Regions from separate parts of the Mus musculus genome. Here all the other regions are linked to region 1. A link is a contact called in public HiChIP or PLAC-seq and promoter capture Hi-C data. All regions are on one chromosome and are shown on one strand. Each heading gives the region's core, a stretch centred on a gene start, on an enhancer-like site or on the middle of the called end of the contact. The rest is flanking DNA. Distances are from core to core; before and after follow the strand shown. Region 1 has its middle 19 kb from the start of Ttc1. Region 2 holds the start of Rnf145 (ring finger protein 145). Region 3 holds the start of Ublcp1 (ubiquitin-like domain containing CTD phosphatase 1).

The links. Promoter capture Hi-C pulls out the DNA fragments that hold promoters and counts their contacts. HiChIP or PLAC-seq counts read pairs in DNA pulled down with a chosen protein or histone mark.
Region 2: a promoter capture Hi-C map of the C10 cell line shows a contact between it and region 1, with 14 times the contacts expected there. The contact joins the promoter of Rnf145 here to the enhancer-like site in region 1. A contact is called at or near these places in 18 of 39 promoter capture datasets (the 3T3-L1 cell line, 3T3-L1-derived adipocytes, the C10 cell line and 12 more), 1 of 15 datasets of contacts at CTCF or cohesin (large pre-B cells), 2 of 484 Hi-C or Micro-C datasets (LSK cells and muscle stem cells), 13 of 115 datasets of contacts at active chromatin or transcription factors (bone marrow-derived macrophages, embryonic forebrain, embryonic hindbrain and 9 more) and 1 of 9 other capture datasets (embryonic stem cells).
Region 3: a contact with region 1 is called in an H3K4me3 HiChIP or PLAC-seq map of embryonic basal ganglia, with 7 times the contacts expected there. The contact joins the promoter of Ublcp1 here to the enhancer-like site in region 1. A contact is called at or near these places in 17 of 39 promoter capture datasets (the 3T3-L1 cell line, 3T3-L1-derived adipocytes, the C10 cell line and 11 more), 1 of 15 datasets of contacts at CTCF or cohesin (the NIH/3T3 cell line), 12 of 484 Hi-C or Micro-C datasets (the 3T3-L1 cell line, the 4T1 cell line, B cells and 7 more), 18 of 115 datasets of contacts at active chromatin or transcription factors (astrocytes, cardiomyocytes, craniofacial prominence and 12 more) and 5 of 9 other capture datasets (adipose tissue, embryonic stem cells, liver and 2 more).

The regions. Positions count from the first base shown.
Region 1 is chr11:43,764,812-43,769,552 of GRCm38.p6, forward strand. No RefSeq gene overlaps it. Among named protein-coding and RNA genes, the nearest start is that of Ttc1, 19 kb to the left of the region's middle. Within about 2 kb of position 2,205, at least 88 of the 459 cell types and tissues checked have an H3K27ac peak or open chromatin away from gene starts, as enhancers often do. A contact at or near this core is called in the 4T1 cell line, embryonic basal ganglia and embryonic limb bud, where this site is marked.
Region 2 is chr11:44,516,374-44,521,114 of GRCm38.p6, forward strand. Rnf145 (ring finger protein 145) reads left to right here and starts at 2,583. Exons shown (of 11, transcript NM_028862.4): 1 at 2,583-2,901.
Region 3 is chr11:44,468,209-44,472,949 of GRCm38.p6, forward strand. Ublcp1 (ubiquitin-like domain containing CTD phosphatase 1) reads right to left here and starts at 2,340. Exons shown (of 11, transcript NM_024475.5): 1 at 2,220-2,340.

The sequences.
Region 1 (4,741 bases), core at 955-3,454:
GTGGAAGCTGAGAAGTTGTGGCATTCACTGTCTTGCAATTGTCTTTGAGGGATTCTGTAATAGAGTCACTTCAAAGTCCCCATAATTCCTCAAGATCAGACAAAAGTTCTCGGATTGGAAGACAGATCTTCCCTCCTCAGTGATAATTTCCAGACCACAGGCCTCTTTTTGGATCACCAGGACAGTGACATAGTGACATGGCTAGGATTGGAAGCAGCTGCTAACAACCTGAGTCTTAACCAACATTTTATCCACAATATATATATAATATATATATATTTTACAATCTTGAGGGCCATAGCTTCTGTTTTCAATTCCTGGGCAGTAACATCAGCAAGCAACACACGGCTCAATAGCAGTGTAGTGTTGCTCAGATGTCAGCAGTTAGTATATCCACAGCAGGGCCTTTTCTGTCTCTACAGCCTTCTACTAGTTAAGTAAACTTCATATCATCACTTTTCCATTAAATACAATTTCTTTCTTTCTTTCTTTCTTTCTTTCTTTCTTTCTTTCTTTCTTCCTTCCTTCCTTTCTTTCTTTCTTTCTCGAAACTCAGAAATCCACCTGCCTCTGCCTCCCGAGTGCTGGGATTAAAGGCGTGTGCCACCACGCCCGGCCCTATTTATTTCTTTATTTGAATTCTGAAGTTAAGTCTATCTATGTAGCCCAGGTTGGCCTAGAGTTCACTTATACTCCAGGTTGGCCATAAATTTGTGGTAACCCAGACATCTCAGCCTCTCAGATATGAGAATTATAAGGAAGCCAAAATCCTCCTCTGGCCCCCTGGGCATCTCGCTCATGTGTACCTATGCCTCCAGCTTTAGTGATGTGCACCTTATTGGGGTGGGGTTGACCCACACACGGAGAGTTAGCATTTTCTCAATTCAACAATCAATGTGAATATCTTTCTTCCTGCACAGTTGGACCACTGCCAAGCTTCTGACCTTTTTAATGTCCACGTACAACCTGAACTTCACCATCCTTTGGAAGGCACACAGACTGAACCTGATGCTTCTATCTCAGCACTTTGGAAAGAGGGGGAAAGACACGATCTTCCTCTGAATGTGAGAAAATGTATTGAAATGCCTTACGTAGTTTTTGCTTCAATTAGAAGTCCCAAAAGGATCAAACATCTTGGCAGCTGATGCTCCATTGATGGATGCTAAAAGGAAAAGTTCTGTTTTCTTTTTAAATTAAAAGCACTTATGTGCAAATAAAAAGTATCAGCCAAAAATAAAGGTATTAATAAATTACACTTTGTCAGAATTAAATATTCCTGCATTTTAAAGGACATAATTAAGGAATTCAAATACACGGTATCAACTAAGAGAAAAGAACATATACATAAAAGGAGTTGCATGTTATGGAAATAAAAAGAAATCTTTAAAAAATGATTGGATGTGTGCACTTGAGTTTGGGTACTTGTAGAGGCCAAGAGAGGTTGTCAGACATGAATGCTTGGAATTGAATCTAGGTTGTCTGAAAGAGCAGCAAGTGCTCCCAACAGCTGAAATATTTCTCCAGTTCCAGAAATAAGGAAACCTAACATCTCAGCTTGAAATAATATATCTTGCTAAGATGAAAATATCTATTAAAAATGAGCAGACTTGAACACACCATCAAAAAATGTATGGAGGGCAAATAAGCAGATAAGACATTTGACGGTACTAGTCATTAGGGAAATGCAAATTCAAGCCACAGGAAGAGTACCACCAACCTGTTAGAATGACTACAATTAAAGCCGACTAATGCTCTCGGAGCTGGTGAGGAAGCAGAGTAACTGGCTGTCTTATGCCTCGTTGGCAGGAAAGCAAAGTGGCCAGGCAATATTAGAAACAGCCAGGCAAAATCTGGAAAGTTGAATATGCATCTGCCAGATACCCTGGCAATATTGCTCAAGAGACTTTGTGTGTGTGTGTGTGTATGTGTGTGTGTGTATCTACAATTCATAGCATTATTAGTCAGACTCAGGAAAACTACCTCTTTTCCAGAAAAATATCCCACTCTGAGTAGTATTTGGAGGGTTCCTAGACTTGTTGAAGCTAACACACAGATCCCAAGTTAAGTACCCTTAACCTAGGATTCCAGAACATTTCCCCAACTGAGAGTCAAGGGAAGAGCTGCAGAGAAGATCCAAGCTGAATTGCAGAGCAACGTTTCATTCGCGTTGCTTACTCGTATTGGACAGCAGATGGCGCGCCCGCCTGCCTGAACGCCGGGCAGGTTGCACTCTAAGAACGCGGTGGCGCGCGAGGGGGCGTGGCGCAGTGCCTCTCACCACCTCGTCCGAGAAACAGCTTCCAAGTGTGCGTGGAGGAAGGACGCCAGATTGCAGGTGGCTAGGAGCAGCCCCGGGGGGCCCCCCTCTGTATTCCTTCCTAGCGTTGAGCTGTAGATGCGGCGTAGCGGTGGAGAGATGCGCGTCCCTCAGGGTGCTTGGATGCGGTGTGCGAGCAGAGCTCTTGGCAGTAAGCACAAACCACAGAAACCTGACTGCAAATACTTCCACATGCAAAGGAGGAAACCGAAACCTTCCTGCGTCATTTAAAAGGAACGAAAGCTGGAGATGTAGTTCAGTGGTAAACTCTTGTCTAGCTTACGTGAGTGAGGGCTAGGTTCAATTCTCTGTACTGGCAAATTCAAATAAAATAAAACCAAACGAAAAGCATCCAAACAACTCTGTTTTTTTTTTTTTTTTTTAACCTTCTTATAGAGCGGTCTTTCCCCTGCACACTAGACTTCTTCCTTATTGTGGGCAGTGTGGTACAGGTAAACTAAGAGAAGCTTGACTGAAGACGCGTAGGGCTTGTTTTCTCAGCTGCTATCCTTGGCTCATCCAAGCAGGAGGGTAGAAGTTAGAGCCTGAAAAGCAGAGAGACGCTCAGCCTGGGCAGAGAAGAAGAGACCCCTCGAACTTAGTACTGGGGAAAGTGAGTCCCAGAAGGCAGTAGGCATTGTAAGGTTACTCAATTGGTTGACATGTATATCCCTCCGAATAAGGATGAAGGTGTCTGGTGTGCAGGCAAAACAGTGTTTTGTAGGGGGATCAGGGTTTCTAAAAGCCAGTTGTTTTCATGGGGTCATAAATTAGCCCAGCTCCTAAAGCAATGATGCTTTGCAGCAAGGGTTCTCAACCCGTGGGTCGCGACCCGTCTCGAGAGTTTGACTAACGTTTTCACAGCGGTTACATATCCAGATATCCTATCCTGCGTATCAGATATTTACATCACGATTCATACCAGCAGCAAGATTACAGTTATGAAGTAGCAACGAAAGTAATTTTATGCTTGGGCTCATCATAAAGCAAAAAACTGTATTAAGGGATTCCAGCCTGAGAAAGGTTGAGAAACACTACTCTAGCGCATTGCTTCTCAGCAGCCTGCCTGTGATTTCAGCACCAGGGAGAGGCAGAGGCAGGAGGATCACCTTGGCGTTCAAGGCTAACTTGGGTGAGTTCCAGGTCCACTTGTGCTAAAGTGTAATGCCCTGTTTCTGGTGGGGAAAAAGAAAAGATTCTGGCTCATGATCAACTGTGCCTCAAGAAGAAGGATGTGCAGACCAGATGCCCGGGTCTTCCATTTCCTAACCCAGTCGGGAGGAATGGGAGGTGGGATAAGTCCGTATTCTAAATAAGCATTCTGATTAATCCTTCCATCCTCCTCAATATTTTTAAAATAATTACTTATTTATTTTATGTATATGTATACTGTAGCCATCTTCAGACACACCAGAAGAGGGCATCAGATCTCACTATAGATGATTGTGAGCCACCATGTAGTTGCTGGGAATTGAACTCATGACCTCTGGAAGAGCAGTCAGTGCTCTTAATTGCTGCGCTATCTCTCCAGCTCCATTTTCCCCAATTTTTGCTTGTTTTACTGTTTTGCTTGAGGCAGGGTCTTGCTATGTAGCTCAACTGGCCTAACCCATGGACTAACCCATGCTACCCTTGGACCTCTGATTCTCCCATCTCCCCGGGGCTGCCAAGGCAAGTCTATACCACCACACTGGAAACTCGGAGTGTGAGAACTAGGGCCTTTTGGTAGTTCAGATGAAAGAGAGCCAGGTTCTGAGTTCCCAACTCTTTCCAAAGTTGATTTTTCTGCTACAAATGGTCAGATGTGATCCTGTAATCCCAGCATTTGGGAGGCTGAAGCAGGAGGACTTTTGTGAGTTGGAGGCTAACCTGGACTATGTAGTAAGTACCAGACCTTTTTGCGAGGTGGCTCAGCCACCCTGCTTGATGATTAAATTCTATCTCTGTGACCTACATGGTAGAAGAAGAGGGCCAACTCCTACAGACTGTCCTCTGACCTCCATATACTCATGGTGCCATGTGGGCTATTCTCTTATATAAATGAATGAATGAATGAATGTACAAACTCACAAATAAAGAAGAAAAACAACAAAACAGGTCCAGGACTGGCTAAGTTGGTAGAGAGGTTGCTAGCATGTATGAAGTCCTGGGTTCTATCTCAGCCCAGAATAAACCAGACCTGGTGGCATTAACCTGCAATCTTGGGAAGGTGGAGGCAGAAAAATCAGGAAGCCAAGATCATCTTCCATTACACAGTGAGTACCAAGCCAGCCTCAGTTACTTGAGAACCTATCTCAACACCCCATTCCCATTTTGTTACTGTTGGTAGTCCTGATCTATTTTAATAATATTAGCTGTGTGTTTCTTAAATGTCTCATATTTCTTTATTTCCTGCATCGGCTCATTGATCCTTCATATCATTGG
Region 2 (4,741 bases), core at 1,333-3,832, 750 kb after region 1:
GTTCCCAGGCCAGTTTCTTTTATGAACAAGTTGTGGCAACTGGGCATTTTCTTAAGTTTGTTCCCATAAATTCAGTTCCTGGTTTTTCCTGCTTTGGATGGCTGAGTGACTCTTTCCAGGAAGTACTTACATTGTGACCCTTCTCTTCTATTCTGGTGACCCTTTCTTCAATCCCAGCTGGGTTTTTTTTTTTTTTTTTTTGTCTCTGGGATTTTCTTTTTAGTTTTATTTACATAGTAGCTCCTGGAGCCTTACCCAAACTGGATTAGCAGCAAGGTTCCTGCAGTAACCCTTTCATTACCAGAGCAATTTTCTTCACACATTGTTTTGAACTTCAGCATTTACAAGCCACTCCTGTGAAACTCAAAGGTAAAAGGACACATGATTTGTTCTTGCTTTGACATGTCCAGTGTACTTATGGTGGAGTGCTTAAGCTTTGAAGCCATTTTCTTTCTCCTTTAAAAAGACATAGAATGGCAAAGGGCAGAGGTGACCCCCCCCCCTTCCACTAAGGCAAAGCATGAATCTAATGAAACTTTTAAATATTGTCAAAACTCTGAAATTTACCTGAGGACAAAGGCAACCAATTCAAGTTTAGTGTTATATGCATTTTGAATTCTTTATTCTGTGTTTCTGGCCACATATTTTCCTGCCTTAGCCAGCAGTGAAACTTTGAGAGTAAAAGCCAAGGAAAGCTGTTGCTAGCATAGGCAGCTTCCTATTGCAACCATCAGCCAGTGAGGATTTTTACCTAGGAGGCTACATACAGAAGAGACTCATGAAACCACTGCTCTGTGATGTGACAGGTTTAATGGTTATTCCAAGGTGGCCTAAGGGATCCAAACAAAAGTGGCTATAACGAGTTATGAACAGAACCCCCAGAAACATTTAAACCCTGCTATGAAGCTAGTAGGTGACAGTTACCGATAATCATCAATTTGACAAAATTAGTCACATGGGACCATGGCTCCTGAGGACATTCTCTTGATTAGTGTGATGCCATTCCTTGGATAGGGCATCCTGCACTGCTTACGAGTGAGGAACATGAGGCAGTGAGCAGTGACATGCATGCATTCACATCACTCTCTGCTTCTAGACTCTGGGTGAAGTGACCAGCTGTTTCAAGTTCCTGATGCCTTAACCTGCCCCACGAGGGACTGTGCGTTAAACAGTGAGCTGAAACACACCCATTCTCCATAAATTCTGTCCAAGTTTTATCACAGTCACAGAAAATGGGAGGGAGATATGCTACTGTGAACTTTAGTGATGGCTTTGGCTACATATTACTTATTTTACATCTATGAATGTTTTGTCTGCAGATATGTCTGAGCACCACATGTTTGTAGTGTCCATGGAGGCCAGAAGAGGGCGTCAGATCCTCTGGGACTCGAGTTACCAGCTACACCTGGGTGCTGAGAATTGAACCTGGGGGTGGGGTGTTCTCTAGAAGAACAAAAAGGGCTCTTAAGAGCTAAGCCATCTCTCCTGCTCTGATGACCTTGTATATGTAGAGGTTGTGTTTACAGTTTTATAGCAGGGGAGACCCAGAGGTTCAGAATCGTGGGTGTATGTGTCTCATAAGCAGTGGACAAGGACACATAAACATCAAAGAATACTCATTTTGTCTTGTACAGATTGTAAGGTGGAGGCTCTTGGCAAGTTTCCGAATGAGCCAGAATGGTTGCAATGCCTTACAAATCACTTGGTGTTCATCTTCTGTTACCTAGGCACTGCCTAATGAAAGGCCACACTAGTTTCTAGTGGCAACTGATTCTCAAGGGACTAAACTAAAAGCAAGGAACAACAGAGCAAATGGCAGAAGGTAATAGCGAGGCAATGGTAATACAGATGAACGTAGTAATAGATCCCTGCAAAGATCAGCTTAAGTCCTCAGCAAGCTTATATACTATATAGACACAGATCCTGCTCTAAAAGCTTCTACATTTATAATACGGCAAGAATGTGCCATAGTATTAGGAGACTAGAGCAGAACAAAAGGGTTTCAGGGAAAGGGTGTGTGCACACTAATGTGGTTTGAACCTTGAACCAAAAGAAATGGCAAACCTATTTACACCTTTTATTTTCATACAGTAGTTAATCATTTGCACCAAACGAAGGAGCCGGAATACAGTCCCAGGGAGCAATTCCAAACCATTCACTCATCCAGCATTTTACTCTTCGTCGTCCCTGATGCCTTAGAGACGAGTCTTAGTCTAGTCAAGGAGAGAGTTAAAAATTGCTCTGGGTTTGCACGCGGCAGGGACCAGCCTTTCACATTGTCCCACGTGGTCCCAGCAGGTGAGTGTAGGTGTGGGCGCGTGCGGCTCGTGGTGTCTGCGGAGTGAGCGCGAACACGTGTCAGAATGGCTGGGGTCACAGTGCATGTCCCGGTGTCGCCTCACCCTTCCTTGGAATAGTCTGCCGGACCAGCACCAAAGAGAAGCCGGCGTTTCGGGCCCACTCAACGGAGGCGGTGCGGGAAGATCCCGCCGTGCGCGATTGTGAGTGAGCGTGGGCGCACGGGGGCCGGGCGATGGCGAGCTCGCGCGCAGGCGCAGAGCGCGCGAGCCGGCGGTCGCCGCAGAGCGCGGGGGGCGGAGCCGGAGCGCGGGGACCAGGCCATGGCGGCCGCCGGGCGCTGGTGCCGGCGCTCGGCCCGGGAGCGCCTTTGTCGCCGCGGAGGATGGTGACCTCACGGTTCGGGCCGCTTCCGCTGCCTCCGCCTCCCGAGACGCCGCAGCCGAGGCCGGACGCGGGAGAGCCGCCGCTGTGAGCCGCGCAAACCGGGCCCCCCGCCGTCGGAACCGAAGATCTCACCGGAGGGGCGGGAATCGGAGCCGGGCAGCAGCGGACACCGCCATCCCCAGTGCCGCCCCGCAGGCAGGGAGGCTGCGGCTCCAGGTGACTGCGGTCAGCCGGGAGCATCCCGCAGGCCTGCTGCCCACTGCGCCTCCCCTCCCCTCCCCCACCCTCGCTCCTCCCCGCCGCGCCCCCTCCTTCTCCGGCTCTTGGCCCCGGCCTGGTCCCCCTCCGCACCGCGCCCTCCCGCCCACCCCTGAGCAGCGATCAGTCTCCTGCGACCTCCTCGCAGAGCCTCATACTCGTTCCCGGGGCCTCGGCTGCCTCCTCACCACCTTCCATCCTTCTTTCCTCCCGCGCCTGGAGAGGGAGAGAACCCTCACATTCCTGAGATGCCCTCATTGGGGCTCACCCCTCTCTGCTCTCCTGTACCCCGGTTGCAAGGCCTTTCCCGGTCTCTCTGGCAGAGGTGTCCAGTCCGGGCTCCTTTGCTCAGGTTTGCATTTCTAACTTTTCGTCTTTTGCGTTTCTGTTCACTCTTTTTGCTTTCAAGCTTCTTCCCTCTTCCCTGGCGTCTCCTCACCTCGCAGCCCCTTAACTCAGCCTAACCATGTGCAGGCGGTGCAGGTTGCGGGTTTCAGAAAGACCTGCCAAGCCCAAAGAATAGGGGGACCCCTGGCTTAGTGTGCAGTGCGCCTCTCTTCAGTCACGAGCAGCTCATCTCTCTCTTACTGTGTTCCTTTTCCCGCTCGCCATCCCTGGGTTCGCCCTCTCCAGTTCTGCTTTCCCACCCTAGGACCTTTGTGGAATGAACCCCCTATTCTATCTAAGGGTTAGGAACTTGACTCATATAAGCGCGCCTTATGAGGCGCGGTAGAGCCAGCACCCTTGGCGAGGCAGGGAGCACCCGGGCTTCTCTTCCTGGCAGAGTTTCTGCTCCACGTAATCCCCTAGCCTTGGGGCTGCTGCGTCCGTGCCGCGCTGCTGTGCTGTGCTCGCTGCCTGCTTGCGGCGAGCTGGCTTGGGGTTACTACAGTTCAAATGTATCTGAGCAAAGCAGGCGGGGTTGGGGGAGGTGCGGGGAGAGAGTGAGATGGGGCGGGGGAAGGGGCCTTTGCAGTGGGAAGGCATCAAAGATTAATGGATGGCTTTGCATCTCTGTCTGCAGTAAACAGGAAACTAGTCTGAAAGGAAGGGGTGTGTGTGTGTGTCTGTCTTTATTTTATAAAATACCGAGTGTGCAGTTTTGTGAATCTTGAACCAGACCCAAAAGGATGAGCTGCCGGTGCTGCAGTCGTGACCTAGGCTGAGCGTCCAATGGCAGAGGTAGCGTTGTTTTCCTTCTCTGTGTCGGGCCCTTAGGTTGGACGATGGCTCTTTCACTGGAGGGTGGACTCTTATCTGTGGATGTGGTTTCGGAGATGATGAGGAATCACAGGATTGCTAGTAGTTTCTGTGGAAACCAAGTCCCTACAAAGTTAGCTAGCAACACAGTGGGAGTGGGGAGGATTAGCTATATTTAAAACGTGTGCCAGCGCTTATGTAAGGAAGTTCTCTTTCCTGGTCTCCTTTCTGGGCGGAGTTACTTTCGGATTTTAGGGTCCAGCTTCGCCCTCTCGTTTTTGTTTTTGTTTTTTTGTTTTTTGTTTTGTTTGTTTATTTTTTTTAAGGTCTCAGCATCCCAATGGATAGACAGCCTCCTTGTCCCCCATTTGCTTAGATTCAGTTTTAGTTGATTTAGAATTTGTTTGAATTGCTGGGAGCAGAGAAGGAAGGTTGATGGTGATGGTTTTGTTTGTAACTTTCAGCCCTAAATTATCTGTTATCAATTTAAGTCATCTTATTTTTGCTTTGTCTTTTTTAAAAAGGTAGTTAAGGAGTTGTGGGATTCCTTTTTTTTTTAATACCACATTTTTTTTTTTTTAAAGATAGTTTTCCAACG
Region 3 (4,741 bases), core at 1,090-3,589, 700 kb after region 1:
TAGTTAATTTTTGGAGGGAAAACTAGGAAAGGGGAGAACATTTGGAATGTAAATAAAGAACATATCTAATTTTTAAAAAAGAAAAAGAAACAGCTACATAATCTACTCACATGCACAAAACTGGTGTTGGTTCCCTGACTAAATCTCACCACATCCTAAATCCAGTATGTCACAGCTGTCTAACTCAGAGTCCATCTACAGGAGTCAAAGCATCAAACTGTAGGGTTTTTTTTTTTTTAATGCGCTCATACAGATCCAACCACAGAAATGTTACATGGCAGCTGCTATTCTCCCTAACAACTAAACACAGGTTGCTTGTCCCATTAAGCTGTCAACACTTATAACCTCACTTCCTTCATAGGTCAGAGCACTGAGTTCCCGAATCTCAGAGCACTGGCGTTTTTTTGCAGCGCTTTCGCGTGGGTGATGAAGTATTTGATCATGTGATCGTAAGCATCACAACCAATTCTGAGAGAAGGTAAATTTTAATTAACAATCTGCAAAGACTTAATGTAGAAATCTATTACTGTGCTTCGAAAAGCGTACCAAATCCATATTCACATTGGCTTCCCTGTCCGTTTCCCTTTAGAGTCCCACTTAGACCTACTTACTCATATGTTAATGTTCTGCAGAAAACCTGCAAGCATGCTAACTTAGGGCAACGATGCCACGTTAGGCAGAATCTGCCCTAAGAAGTTTTATGACCTTGGCTAAAAAGGCATGTGGGTCAATTTGAAATCTGTAAGACACAGAAACAGGAATGATTGTTCGTAAGAGCTAGGAAGGCTTCTAGCTGTGCTGAGCTGAGCTGAGCTGAGCTGAGCTGAGCTGAGCTAACCGGTGCTTGGACGGGCAGGGTAGTCTGGAGACCATGAGAGTTTTTTGACCAGTGGTTCTCAACCAATACCACTGACTTAAATTTGATGAAGACTTCTTGGAAGTATCATCAGAATAAGGAAAGAGACCTAACAATGTCCACTTTAACCAGTCTTTTTCTACCACCTCTGAGGTGGTAGAGGCTGAGCATGCTACTCCTCTAGGCTCTTCTGTTACCGGCTTTAGAAAAACCTGCCAATGGCATGGGCCCCATGCACTTAACAACAGGCACTACTTCATAAAGAACTTGTGCTACAAATGGTAAAGACAAGTTGTCAAATGCCCCAAGACTCTGGGCATAGAAAAAAAAAAAAGGTTATACAAACCTTTCCAGCTTAAGTTCTTAAAACTTTTTTTAATTTTTGAATCTCATTTCATCACTACTGAGAATCATGCAGGACAAAAAAAGCATGGGCATTTTTATACTTTCTCATACAATGCTAATGGTTTATCACATTTGTCCCCCAAATTGGGGGGTGGGAGTGGGTGGTGATGGCGATCCAACTCAAAGAGGACATTTTTATGGGATATGTAATCAACGTATGTTTATACTGGAGTTCTGCCTAACATCCTGTGTTGGGTTTGCCTAGTCTCTTACCTCTCTAGCCCTCAGCCTTCCAAACCCAGAGATGAGTCAGTTCACATGTATGTGTTTTGATAAGCGCTAACACCTGACAGCATTTGATAAGCCGCGAGGAGCTAGGAGAACGGTAGCAGTGAGGGCTGAGCACGTTAACTATCGCTATCTTAATCTTCACAATCCTGGACTAACAAGCGACCTCACTGTACAGATTAGAAACCTGCAAAATAAGTCACAGCGACTCTCGCCCAACACCGCATCACGAAAAGCAGCCAACGGCGGCAATTTCAAAAGTGACAGTGTGAACTTTTCATCCAGCCCGGCAAGAGTGAGCGTGCGGTGCTGGGCCGCGGGCCCTGGCGCCGGCCCGCAGGAGCCGCGCGGGGTGCAGCCCGGACTGCCCCGGGAGTATCCCAAGACAGGCAGAGTCTCAGAAACAAGCTGCCTCGGACGCCTTCGACAACCCGCGTGAGGGGAGGACAAGACAGACCCTGCAGGAGCGGGGGACGAGGCCCGCGGACGCAGAACATTCTGGGACGTGGGAAGCCTTGGGGTCAGGTGAGAAGGCCGGATGCGAAGGCTGCGGCCACGACCCGCAGTGCGCCGGGACAGGGGCCTCTGGGGGCCAGGCGGGACAGCTGCAGTCCCAGCCCACCCGGACCGCAGCGAGACAAACCACGGGGCGCATGCAGTTCAGTGGCATCCCCCGGCCGCAGCGTCGCCTTCACAGGCAGGCGCGCCGGAGAACCCCGCGTCCTCTCACCTGGAGCGCGGCGGAACCAGCTACAGCGGACGAAAAAGCCGGCCGCAGCGGAACCTAAGGAGACCGGAAGCGAGGGGCGGGACCGGAACCGGCGGGCGGACCGGAAAGTGTGGTTGAGACCGGAAATGTGTTGTAGGGGAGGGGGAAATGCGGCTGCCGCTTGTTTGGTTTCTCCTCCGATGTGACGCCTGCGGAGCCCAGGCCGGCCGAGTGTTTTCCAGACTTTGACCTCTGTGAAAGAGACCCCTCCCGGTTCTTGGTGGCCGCCGCCGGCTGTTCTGCGCATGCTCCGGCCCGGTGGCGACTTTTTTTTTTTTTCCACCAGAGCTGAGCTTTGCGGAGCCCTGTGACTCCTGTGGCAGTGTCGCGTTCCGAATGAAGCCGACCTTTGAGGACTGAAGAGGAGACTTTTCTAGAGACGCAAGGAGCCAGGAATATAATTTGCCCACTCCAGGGGAAAGCCGGCCAAAGTGATCCAAACACTCATGGAACAAATATCCGTGTGACAACGGTGTTCCAGATCTGTGTGTCGGTCGGCTCCACCCACTCGTGCTTGCTTTGCCTCCTTAAATGCAAGGAAAGCTAGTTCTCTTTACAGAAGAATGCCATGCTTTCATAGAAATAAATGCTGCAGCGTTCGAAGTCACTCGGAGAGACCGGAGACTCCGTTTAAATTATAGTTATCCGAGTTTTTCTTCTTAAGCAGCCGCTCTCTTTAGTTCCTGTGAGCTAAAACAGGAAAGGGGCTTTTAAGGGCAGTTACAATTACTTCATTTCTGTGGGATTGACAGCTATGTGAGGAACTGCCTCACCCCCACCCCCCACCCCCTGTGCGTAATGATGAGCGGAGTTCGCAGAAATCAGAGCCAGCAGTTAATCATTTCATAGCAGTTTTCCAATTCATGGGGAAGGGGCAAGGAGTCAGAGTTGCTAGGAACTTATCTTTTCGGAATTTAGAATGGGTGCCTCACATAAAGTGGAGTTTTTCTTAGCTATCAAAGCAGTCTCCATTTGAACCCCTGGAGGCGGCTCTTGCCTGTAATCCCAGCTGAGGCAGTAGGATAGTGCATAAATTTGAAGCCAGCCTGGGCATAGGGAATTCTAGTTCCAGCCCTGGGATACAGACTGAAACTCTGACTCAGACAGAAGAAAGCCTCAACGGGACCTAACCCTTCTCATCCATTCAAGAAATTCCCAGTGTTACTTGTTATGCAAAAGAAAAAAGAAAAGAAAGACCTAAAAAGTAACTTGAAGAATGTTTACATCATCAGCCCCTAGATAAGTATATCTGATACTTTTTAAAACTTCAAATTCAATCTTAGAGACCCATAAGAGGCGTGGCCACCTCTTGACAGTTGTTCTCAGACTTCCTGTGCCTTGGTACAAACAGACCCACAGAAAAATTAATGTAATTGGAGGGAGGGGGAAAACATGGTTTCTCTATGTATAGCTCAGGCTTGCCTGGAACTCACAAAGATCCACCTGCCCAAGTGCTAGAATCAAAGGCATGCACCAGCATGTATGGCTAAATTAATGTCATTTTAAAATTATAAAAACACAAATCCAAAACGTTTTCTTAAACCAGTTTCTTCCAGAAGGGGAGAGTAAAAAGGTAATATTGGTTCCATGTGTGTCTTTCCTTTTAGTCGATAGAGCTGTACCTGCTTGGGTTTGTTTTGGTTTTTTCATTTCTTGGGCTTGTTAGAAATAAAGCAACTAAATTTTGTGTCTTAGCAATTTTTTAAAAGACTTGTTTTTCAATGAGTATGAGTATTTTGCCTTTGGAACTGGACTTAAAGATAGTTCCGGTTCTCATATGAGTGATAGGAACCAAACCCAGGTCCTCTGCAAGAGTCATGGCTCCAGTCCCAACTTGAGGGTTCTTTAGTTAAGAGGTTTGGGGTTTTCTGTTTTGTTTTGGTTTTTGGTTTTTTTCCTGTACTTAATGAGAATATCTACTCATTCAAAACAAATCCCTTGCTTTCTTCAAAAAAGAAAAGACTTTCTACAAAACCCACACGGAAGTTTAACAACACAGTCAAAACGACCATCAAAAAGCAAGAAACTAATCTCAAAATGAATATGCTTTTTCACCTGGATCATTCATCCACTTGCTGCTTGGCAAGGCCAGTTTCTATTTTCACCACCACAATCAGTACATTTGTTTATCATTAAGGTCAACTATGTTTTGGTTTGCTTTGTTTTCTGGAAGTGAGCATCAAACCCAGGACTTTGCATATGCTAAACCAGTGCTCTACCAAGTACATCTCTATAGCTTTGTGTCCCTGTGTTGCCCTCCTGGCCGGAAACTCTTCATTCTCTTGCCTTGGTCTCCCTATTTCCTGGTTTACAAGCATACACCAACATGCCAGGCTATCTCATTTCTATTTAGCTCAACCTTCATGAAATGAAAAATACAATTAAAAAACAATTGGAGGGCAAGTTAGGTGGCTCAGGGATACAGGAGGTTGCCCTCAACCCTAACCACTTCAATTCCATCCCCGTGGCCCACAAGGTGAAGA